Linked DNA regions of Gossypium hirsutum: region 2 is linked to region 1. Evidence: chromatin contacts called from public Hi-C data. All regions are on one chromosome and are shown on one strand. The core of a region is the stretch at or near the end of the contact, and the rest is flanking DNA. Distances in the headings are between cores, read along the strand shown.

Evidence for each region. Hi-C and Micro-C count contacts between places; a contact is called where the count stands out from the background.
Region 2: a contact with region 1 is called in a Hi-C map of leaf, with 2.4 times the contacts expected there. The contact joins the promoter of LOC107913261 here to the promoter of LOC121220271 in region 1. A contact is called at or near these places in 3 of 34 Hi-C or Micro-C datasets (hypocotyl and leaf).

The regions. Positions count from the first base shown.
Region 1 is chrD08:11,436,291-11,442,007 of Gossypium_hirsutum_v2.1, forward strand. It overlaps LOC121220271 (classical arabinogalactan protein 26), which reads left to right and starts at 3,496. Exons shown (of 1, transcript XM_041099851.1): 1 at 3,496-4,073. The coding sequence starts at 3,496. The coding sequence ends at 3,933. LOC121202909 (protein NETWORKED 3A) reads right to left here. Exons shown (of 3, transcript XM_041099850.1): 3 at 4,190-5,070. The coding sequence ends at 4,334.
Region 2 is chrD08:11,925,802-11,931,518 of Gossypium_hirsutum_v2.1, forward strand. It overlaps LOC107913261 (E3 ubiquitin-protein ligase MIEL1), which reads right to left and starts at 3,588. Exons shown (of 12, transcript XM_016841792.2): 1 at 3,382-3,588; 2 at 3,208-3,295; 3 at 2,993-3,049; 4 at 2,876-2,908; 5 at 2,720-2,797; 6 at 2,599-2,642; 7 at 2,447-2,487; 8 at 1,516-1,598; 9 at 1,333-1,424; 10 at 1,146-1,215; 11 at 825-866; 12 at 44-307. The coding sequence starts at 3,443. The coding sequence ends at 185. LOC107918517 (membrane-anchored ubiquitin-fold protein 3) reads right to left here. Exons shown (of 3, transcript XM_016848093.2): 3 at 5,598-5,711. The coding sequence ends at 5,656.

The sequences.
Region 1 (5,717 bases), core at 2,246-4,745:
TTGATTATAACCAACTTTTTTGGCCTTTTCCACACCCTTAAGCTAAGCACCATTACAACCTCTTAAAAAAAACCCTTGATTGGTGTATCATATCATTTTATAGTGGTGGAGATTTGATTTTCAAGCAAGCCTATGGTAATGACATTTCTTGTTCGACTGTTGAGTGCATATTTCTTGAACCTTAAACACTTTGAGTGCTTTGAGTGAATCTTTAGTGAGGATGTCAATTCTTGTTGATTATGAATTAAAGGTAATTACTTAAATAAGGGGAGACACCTATGTTTTCGTGCCTTAAAATTTTGGCTTGGATTGTTTGAATCTTCAGTGCCCTTTTAGTTGAATTGCCAATACATGATTGTTTGCGAATTATTTTTGAGACATTATTGATGAGAATTACAAGTTGAGAAAGATTAACTTTAATATAGGTTGAGAATTTTGCTTGAGGACAAGCAAACGCTTAAGTGTGGGGATATTTGATAAGTGATAAAAATAACATGTTTTAATCTCGTTCTTAATGCGTTTTTGGAGGATTATTTATGCAAATTGGTGAATTTTATGCTCCTAATCTTTTAAATTCATGTTTCTATACTTAGAAGAGCATTTGGGAGAAAAATAAGTGACAATCGAGTAAATAGAGCAGCTTTTAGGAGCCATGCAGGCTGGGCCTTCCCAAATGGTTGGATACACGGCCGTGTGAGCCACATGGGCTGGCATGCGACCATGTTTCAGACCGTGTTGATTTCGCGATTCGCATCCCAAACACGTGGAAAAACGCAACTTTTAGGCTTTCTGGGCATTCTAAAGTCTATAAATACCAAATAGAAGAAGAAAAGAGAGAGCCATTAGAGAATATTGTAAAAAACAACTCAAAGAGCACCATTGGAGCCAACTCTGAAGTAGATTTCCATCAAGATTGATGGCCTCCTTTTAATTTCTTTTGAAGTTTTTATGAGTTTCTTTACTTCCTGTGGTTATTCTGTCTTTAAGATGTTTTTATTCACAATTATGAGCTAATTCTCTAAATACCTAGGGAAGATGAACCCTATGATGAATTCTATTATTTGATTTTTGTTTTATGCAATAATACTTTATTCTTGTTCTCAGTTATATGTGCTTATCTCTTGTTTTAATATTTCTAGGATTTTAATTCATGTTTAATGTGCTTAAATCAGAGGAGGAAAAGTCTCTATTTAAGAGTAGATCTAGCATAATTAAGTGGAGTTGCATGCAATCCTAGAAAAGTATGACATAAATCTGCCGGATTAGAGTCAAATCTAATAGGGGAATCTATAGATCGAGTTAATGCGACAATAGGGGTTTTAATTAGAAAAAAATTTCAATTATTCAACCTAGAGTCAGTTGCTCTTAGTCTTGAAAGAGATATTAGCATAATTTAGGGATTTCTATGGATCAAGATACCAAGTGAATAAATCGTTTAATTCAAATTCATAATGATAAATGAAGTCTAGGTGGATTATTTTCTGGGTATCGTTTCATTTATTGGTTATTATTCAATTATTTTTATGATTTATTCTCTGTTGAGTTCTTTAGTTAAATTAATTTAGTAATTTTAATTTAAATCAATCACTCTAATTTGTTGGTTAAATAATAGGAAAACGGTAATTTCTAGTACTTTTAGTCATCATGGATACGATATCTTTACTCATCGTAGCTATAGTATTTATTGATAGGTGCACTTGCCTTTGTTGTATTTTTAGTTAGTTTTGTGACACATCATATGCCTTGTGCACAAAATAAGTATGATTGAGTGAAAGCTCGAAATAAGTACCAAATAGCCTAAAATATACCAAAAATAGAGTTTACATCGCGACTTCAGGAGATGATCGTCGCAACGAGCTTAGGACTTCAAGCCACAACATGACGAGGAACCCCATTGTCACAATGAGGCCAAGTCAATATGTCACGTCACGACGAGGAACTCCCTCACATCCCGACATCGATTTGAAGTTTTGAAACTTTACAATTTAGTCATATTTCATGCTCGAGTCAACAAATGAGCTTTCGTAAACTCGATTAAGGCTCGAATTTGATTATGTATCATATTGTAAATGTGTTTATGGCATGTTTTTATGTTTGAATGATCATTTTAATATATAATTGATTGTAATTGCTCTGGCAACGAATGTGATATCTTGTTATCTGGACCTGACGATCGAGTCAGGTAAAGAGTGTTACAATTATTTTTGTTACAAGTAAAAAGTTGTTATAAAAATTAAAATAAAACATAAAAAATCAATTCTACTAAAAACTTAATTGTTATAATGAAATGTTATTGTAGAAAAAGTGGACTGAAAATTTAAAAAATATAAATTCAAGATTTTCTCTCTTTCCAAGACAATAGCCCCTTCATACAAATCATATAACAATTATTCTAATCATGGCCTTGCATAGTTTAATTCTCACCCAACCAATCAATTTTTGTTGTTATACTTAGTTCATAAAATTATAACCATTTAAGCATCAAATTTAACCAAATAGAAACCAGTTACTCCCATTGATATGTTCCTCCAAGTTATTAAGCACAAAATAAACTTTAGGAAACAAAAAATAATAGCATTTTTAGTTACTTAAACCAATTAGGTTAAACTCGGTTGTTAATACTTATATTTAGTGAAAATTATGGATTTAATCTTTATATTTTAATTTGATCAGTTTTAGTTCTTGTACTTTTTGAAATGGCCAATTTTAGTCTCTGTACTTTTCAAATTTCAAAACTTTAGTCTTGACCCAAACAATTCAATTAATAGTTCTGTATTAAGTGCACAATTCTAGATTTAGTCCATATTCTCCAATTGGATCATTTTAAGACTATACTTTTCAAATATTGAAATTTCAATCTTAATGTAAATAATAGCCATTAATCATTTAACTGGATTTTTAGTGAGTAATATCTGAAAATAATCATTTGACATGGCATTACACATATGATAATATGTTTAACGCATTAAATTTTGAAAATAACATAACATAACTTAATGAATTTAACAATTATTATTTGGTAAGGACTAAAAATGAACAAAATTCACAAAATTCGTAAATTAAAAGGACTAATAGCAAGATTTTACCAACCAAATAATATAAGAATTTTCGATTCCATTGTCATATTCATGATTCCACACATACTTAAATAAGACTCAACATTGTCTTATAATTTTAGCTATCTATTTCAAAAAAGATCACGGGTGAAACATAGGAAAAAAAATCAAAGGAAAAGGATAAAAGAAACCCTATATCATGATGTAGACCTTGAAGAAAATAACTTATCCACATTGTCTAGTAGCCAACCCATGGAGCTGTATTTTACCATTAAAGTTATCAACCATCTTTTGACTTACAGCACCCACTCTCTTTTTCACCACCACACTTCTTCCCTCATCTGCACATAAAAACACCTGCAACTCCATTCTTCTCATATATTCATGCATTCAAATTTGCCTTACTTGGACCACTCATACCGATTTATCTTCATTTTCAATGGCTTCCCTTTGGTCACCATGGGGAAACTTGTTCATGTTTTTAATGGCTTATTTTTCTTCACTACCCTTATCTTCATCATCTCAGCAATATTTACATGTACAATACTCAACTATATCAGCTGCACCGGCATTCCTTCCAAGTGCACCTCTTGCTTCTTCTCCAAGTTTACCCCCTGACATTGAGCCTTTGTTCCCTACTCCGAATGGTGTGGCACCTTCTCCTACTCATTCGTCGATGCCCACAATTCCTTCAAGCCCCAGTCCCCCGAATCCGGATAACATCGTGGCCCCTGCTCCTGGTTTCGCATTTTCACCGTCTAACAGCCCTTTGCCGTCATCCACTTCGGTTTATCCGACTTCAGCTCGAGCTTTAAAACCAACATTGTTTCTTGGTTTGCTAGTATTTAGTATATTGCAGAAGCTTTCTGGTGTGTGAATTTCTGCTGATGGCATTGTTCCTTGTAGCTTAACTCTTTTCTTTTTATGTTTTCTATATATTTATTTTTGATATTGTTAATCATGATTGTTGACTATTATATTTAATACAAATTATTAGTATGAACTCTGATTTGGTACAAAAGAGTGCTTATACTATTAGCACAAAGACTACATTAAGTTCAACTTCTGTTACAATAAGGAAAAACAAAAAAAAGAAATAGCAACAAGGGAAAACAAGTACACAAATGAAACAATTGAACGAAAGAATAGCAAACACTGATAAAATTTCTCAGAAGGTAACACATGTATAACAATTCTTCCAAGTTCCTAATTTGAACTGCTCTCTTTTCCTATATGTATATGTATATGCTACTTACCTTAATGCAACCTAACTAAAACTACAGGGCAATGATAGTAGAACGAGACAATGGGGATCCATTCAACAACATCCCAAATAGTCCTCCCTTTATTTTGTTGAATTCAAAGGGACTCCATTTACTGGGGGATGGTCTTTTAACCATATTCTTCTTCAGCTCCATGTTCTCATCCTTGAGCGCTTGGACAGCATAACTGAGTTGTCTAATCACCTCTTTCTTCTCTTCATCTTTCTGAATTAATTGAGCATTCTGAACCTTGTTCTCTTCTTTCAGTTTCTCTATTTCTTCCCTTAACTTCATCAATTCATCGCCGAACACCTTTGACGATTCATCTTCCTTCACAACATGGCCTTCTTTAGTTACTAAACCTGCTTCGTATTTGTCTTCCTGCTTGGGATCCTTAACTTCCTCCCCAGTTTCATCATGTTCAGGGTCATCAACTTCTGATTCAGCATAGTCTTCAGATTCAAAGGTCTCGGAGCTGCTATCATAGAGTTTATCCATCAAGTTGATCGTCTTCTCTGAATGGCAGTACTTCATGGAAGAAAATGGGGATCCCAATGTTGTTACAAGGCGATTTCCAGGGTCCAACTTAATTTGATCATACCGCTCAGCGAGTAAACGATGGGATCGGTAGAAATCTTCAACCAAGCTAATCAACTCGGGACGTTTCTTGTAATACATTTCTGCACGTTTTGCAAAGGAATCTGCATCTTCCTCAATCAATTTTAGCATTGCCTTGGTCTTGGAGTCCAGCTCTATCATTAAAAGAAAACCATTCAAACTTCAGCAATTAAACAGAACAAACAAATAATGGTAAAAGAAAATAATTCCAGGAAGTTGAATGAGTTGGTCAATGTTAACGTTTCACCCTGGTAAAACAACATGGCAACAGAACCTTTCTGGTCTTTTAATCAAGCAAAGATCTCTCAATGGCAGACATATAGAAGAGAAAGGATCAATTGCTAAATTAAATATGAGCAAAGGGTCCTATCCAAATCTATACCCGTTCCCTAGAATGATCCATTTATAATTAACCTGAGATGCAAGGGGTCCAATTCATTATTAGCTCATAAAGTAATGTTTTTGGAAGACTAATTACTTGAGCTGCAAAGCTACACTTAGAAGTTAGTGGGAAATATGGAAAAGTGAGAAAGTTAACAATGTCTGGGGGGACTTCAATTTCAGGGTCCCTGTACACTGAGGGCCACCCACATGTACATGCTAAAGCCTGTAAGATCTCAGAAAACAGAAATTTGAATATCCATCCAAACGCAAGCCATGATGATTAAGATATTAACACACAAAACAGGAACTACAAGTCAACCATTCCAGCACCAGCTCATCATGCCATTGCATCCCTAACACCATGAGCAAATCTTCGGCTCAAGGTTAAAATCCACAG
Region 2 (5,717 bases), core at 2,338-4,837, 490 kb after region 1:
TTTTTTATTATGGTTTTTGTACTTGAATTTAATTGCCTTAGAATTATATTAACTGATCTTACATCAGTAGTCAAAAATTAATAACGAAATAGATGTAACTAAACAAAGACCTTTTGTAAGAGAGTTTTGCATAAAAGAGTGTCAAATGTTGCATTACGAACCGATTACAACTTCAGTATGTATGTCAATGGTTGGCCGGCGCTGTAATCCGGCGGGTGTTGTAAGAATTGCATTGCCTGCACTTAAGACCAAGAACGTGAAACTGGACCGTGCTTGTACTGTTGCAGTCATTGCAGAGGATTGAAACCTGCATGCAAACCACATTCAACAAAGTGTACAAACATAAAACCGAACATCGTTTTGACCATGTTCAACAACAGAAGTATGATGAAGAAGATATTATATCATATAGAGCAACAGTGGCTCAGTATTAGCCTGAAAGAGGCAACATAGGAAGGAACAGCACCAGAAACCATAACATAAACTTGCCCGCTAAAGTAGACCCTTAAATTATTAGCTTTATGTTCATTTGGAAAGGGTAAAAATGAGTATGAAGAATATTTCCTAATCGATTCGGTTGTTAACATCCATGAAAAAGAAAGACTGGCTGCTATTTGAAATAAGGAAGTGTTATATGACAACACATCTATGTCCCGACCAAACATTGGGAAACAGATGGATGCTTTAGAGAGGCACAGAAATTGTCTAACTAGACCTGATTTCTGAATGAGACCAAAAACTTATAAAAGTTTGCATATATGCTGCAACAATTTTAATTGCATGTATACTGCAGGCAAACTAAAAGAGAAAGTTAAATAATTTACTACGTCAAATTGATACTCCGCAGGCATTCTAGTAGCATCAATCTGTAAACAAAGAAAAAGATCACCAATTAATGACATACAAAAATGATCAAAACAGTAAAATAGTTGGTTAATCCTGAAAGTAGTACTTAACTTCTACAGCAAAATCTTTTTAATATGTTCTTTAGAGAAAGATCAGACATCCTTGAAATAAAAAATTAGGTCCATGGAAAGGGCATAAAAAAATCCAACAAAAGAACCAATTATTAGTGACACACAATATGCTGAGGTCTAGTAGAAACTTAACGCGCAATAAGATGATCAAAAGAAGAAGGTTTATACATCCATATCCAGATCTTCCCAGAAGGCAGACATATCAAGTACTGCCTTGCAGCAGATGGGACACCTATAACTGTGAAATGGAAAAAAAAAAAAAAAAAAAAAAAAAAACCCAATAGTTAATGTTCTAACCATTCTGAGAAAATAAAATTAAAATAACTAAGCAATTAGCAATGTAATTTGAATTTACTGATTTTGCATAGTCATCTGAGAAAAGCATTCCATATGCATTGTATGTCCACATTTCATAATGCGTGTGCTTTTAACTGAGTCAAAAAGATACTGGACACAGAAAAAAAATGTCTTGGAAAAACATATTCTTATGAAATTTCAAGAAAAGTGAAGAAAATGGTCAAACTCTCAAAGCTGAAACCTCAAAACAGATGGGGCAGTAAGACTTCATGGAATTCTCCACACAAAAGTGATTGTCACGCAGATCCACCGTATAGCAAGAACCTGTGCCAATGATAATATCATAAAGGAAAAAGCAATACAGGAAAATGACTACAAGAACTTAAACAACTCTGAAGATACTGCTAATGCTAAGAGTAGTTAAACTGGAATCATAAAATTAATTTGAAGACTGCACAACTATATGCTTAGAGATACTCACCATAAACCTAAGAGAATTTAAAGTTTACAAGAAACAAGTACAGAGATAGGTTCCCTAATATGCCTTTTTCTTTAGCCTTTAAATGAAACTCCAGCTTAAATCTAAAACTAAGTGAATTTTACGAGTCTGAAGTAACCTAGCTTGGGACACCATTAAATCTGCAACTATCTAATGGAGTCAGAAACTCATTGAAAGGACCCCAGATGTCTTAGGAGTCATCTCTTTGAGCCCTATGTTTAAAATGATAATGGACAAAATAGGAGACACTACGACTATAGAACTGCAACACGCCTCAATAAACACTCTGGAACACGGCCATCTAAACAACAGATAAAGCCAATATACTTCGCTGCACTCCGCAATATTACAACAGTAGGGAAAAGAAGGATTTTAAGGGCTATCTATCATTACGATTTTGGCTATTTCCTTTGGCTTTCTTAGGTTAATCCTATGAAATAAACAAAAATTAGAGAAGAACCACATCTGGTTAATATGATCAAACCACCATGAATATCAATAACTTATAATTCAGCTATCCTTTTCATCTTTTTCCGTTTCTTTTCAGCTTAAAGAGGAATAGCATATTGTGCCCCATAACAAGTATAACAGGAAATTCCATACAATACTATAAAAGAAACCAACTCTAAAACTAAATCAATTAAGGAGCAAGAATGGTAATAAGACTGCCTACCACATTTCTCGCAGTGAAAGAACTTATCACGGCCACCAACCCTGTGTAAACCACAGATTAGACCAGACTAGAAGTTGACAAGATATAAGACGGAAACAAGTTACAATAACAGGTAAAAAACTTAAGCAATCGGACACAACATGCTAACTAACCTACAAATTCCACAATCATTACAATGGAATTGTCCCTTTGTAATCTGCAACATTCATAACATAAACTCAACATGATTCTTTAAGTGGAATAAAAGTAAACATAAACATGCAATGATCTTACATCATCATCATAGAATTTACAAATGTCGCAGAAATATTCTCCCATGTTTACCCCACAATGGGAACAGACTTGAGTAACCTGGACATTAGAAAAATGGACTTTCAGAGTTGAGACACTTACAGTTACTACCACAGAATTAAATGCAACGAGACATACCTCCTGTTGGGTATTGCAGATTGAACAAATAACCTGACACATCATCAACTCCACTCCATTATAACAATTATATGTTAAGGTACAACATGAAAGGTGATTTTGTCAAATAAGACATACTTGCTTGACATCCTGCCTGACAAGGTCGTGATGATCTTTTGGGTTGCTAAGTGAGTTCTAAATTAAACAAATAAATAAATGAATTATTAAAAGAAAAAAATTTTAAACAATCCAAAACAATAAGATTAATAAATATATCTAACCAAGGCAGGCAATTTAAAAACGTAAATGAACATGAAAAGGGAAAGGGAAACGAGAGAAGGGAGAGAGAGTACTGAGGTCTCGTTATGGCAATGACGGCAAGGGAAGATCTTATTACAGCAAGGAGCAAGGATTTTACATCGTCTCTTGTAGTGATCGCATCTGAAAGAAAAACAAACAAAAAAAAAGAATTTAACAAATTGAAACCCAAAGGAAACAAAAAAGAATATAGAGCAAAGAGAAGATACCCATGCTCGTGTTTTCCGAAATCTTTGCTTCTCTGAGGCGAAATTACAGAGTCCCCTGCCATTGGTTAGAATAGGAACACGAAGAAAGAAAGAACAAAATAGAGACTTTTGCTCTTCTTCTTTCTGTTTTTTTTTCCCCTTTCTGGAAATTAAGAACAACATAGAAAAACATAAAATTTACCCGTGTCGTATATTAAAAAGTTAATCGATTTTATAAAACTTTTAAATAATTTTTAAATATAAATAAATTGGGCCTATTAGGCCTTCAAAGTCAATCATGTTTGCTCGGCCTTATTAGGCTTGTAAATCAAACTGATGTTTTCTTTTTTCCTTTTTTGAATGCCAATGGAATTCACTTTTATCTTACGTTTGCAAAAAAAGATTTGTTTAACTGCTAGCAGTAGATATTAGCCTCAGCCTACGTCGTAACAATCGTCACTGAATGTTTTCTTATTTCACCCCTTCCCCGTCGACTGTTGTTAACTTCTCACTCATTTTGACATTTATACATTTAATAAAGAGATTATATATAATTTGACATCTGAATTTGTCTATTTATATTTAGTTAGTTTCTAAATTTTTTTTGGATTTAGTTAGCATTGAATTTGTATTCCATCAACTAAGTTAGTACCTTCGCATTAACACCGTTAGTTTGTGCTAATGTGACTCTGCTAATCAATCCGATGATGTCACGTGACAACTTCTCATAACACCACATGGAAAACATAAATATATTTTGTAATTTATGTTTGCCATGTGGCAACCTCTCAAAACATCACGTGGCACCATCAGATTGAATAATAGTGCCATACCAGCAAAATTAATAGTGTCAATGTGGATATATCAACTTAGTTAACAAGAATATAAATTTAGGAATCAACTAGATATAATGAACAAATTCAATGGCCATATACATTATCCCTTTAATAAAGGTTGTTCCTTGTTAACAATCACCGTGGACTGTTGTCCTTTTTCTCCTTTCATCAAGTTTTAACATTAACATTTTATAAAATTTGTTGTTTGTTAATGAAGATAATAACTCAAATGTAAATGATAAAATTAAGAATGTTTTTAATACGGATATCATTAATTTTGGATGATATACAAATACTTTTTAAAATGAAAGAAAATAATTAGAAGAGTTGATACAAAGAAGTAAATTGAGTGATAATTGATAAGTGACGGTTCATCCACTAGTCATGTAAAGAATTGAAAATTGATTCAATAGAGGACGGGTTGAGGAGGCACTTCGACAAAAGTAATAGTCTCACAAGTATGTCTTGTATCCATCCTTCTCTGTTTTCTTAGATATGGGCTTTTTTGTGAATCTCATAACGTTGCCACGTTATGTAGTAGATTTGTTATGTGTACCCTTAATACATGTCTTTGGACTATGAAGGATCTTCTCTTGATAGATTACTTTAAATAAATCCCAATAATGTGATGTGAAAATTGATCGAGATTCACATGCTAATCATTTAAGACGAGATGCTAGACAAGATATTTCCAATAAACAAATTTTTCTAATCAAAATTAAGATATTTCCAATAAACAAATTTCTCTTATCAAAACGATTGACTTGACAAGTTCTTTCAACCACTCGACGAGGTGAAGACATGTAACAAGAACCAACATAAACCAATGCTAGAAACACGACGACTGAAATTTTGAGATGGAGCATATATCCTTCATCGATAATCAAGCCGTGTCGGCAAATATCAAAGCATGTGAAAGGTCAATCGCGGATTTTCCCGTCAACTGAAACAAAATGAAAACTTGATTCATGTCAAAAGCCCCTAAGCTATTTGTAATTTTTCTTTTCAGAAATTTTACATGTATCAATGACTTGCACTAACCATATCATATTATCATATCTGTTTCATTCTTTCTCTCACATGCATCTCATATATCTGTACCTTACACAAAATTGGCTTCTGAATAGCCTAGCTATGAATGTAATCTTATTCAAACCGGTTCTGAGGCATCTCCCGAGGAGCACTTGAACAAAGGACTCGCAACTCGAGGTGCAGCTCGGGAATCAAGCACAAGTTGCGCAACTATCAAGATGCTTTCTTCTTGCAGAACATGTTTACTATTGTAGGATGGTTATACACTTTCACAAGGATTAAGGAACACATAACCAAAGATATCATAGTAAGCAGGCCAACCAGTATACACACGAACACCATTTCAAAAGCAACTAACGCCTATATATGTGAGGGAAAAATTATCTATATTTAATGACAGTTGACAACTACGGAGCATATTTACATTCTAAAGAATAATACAACCGCATGAATTCAGCTTCTGCATATCTTCCTTGCTCTTTCCTGCAG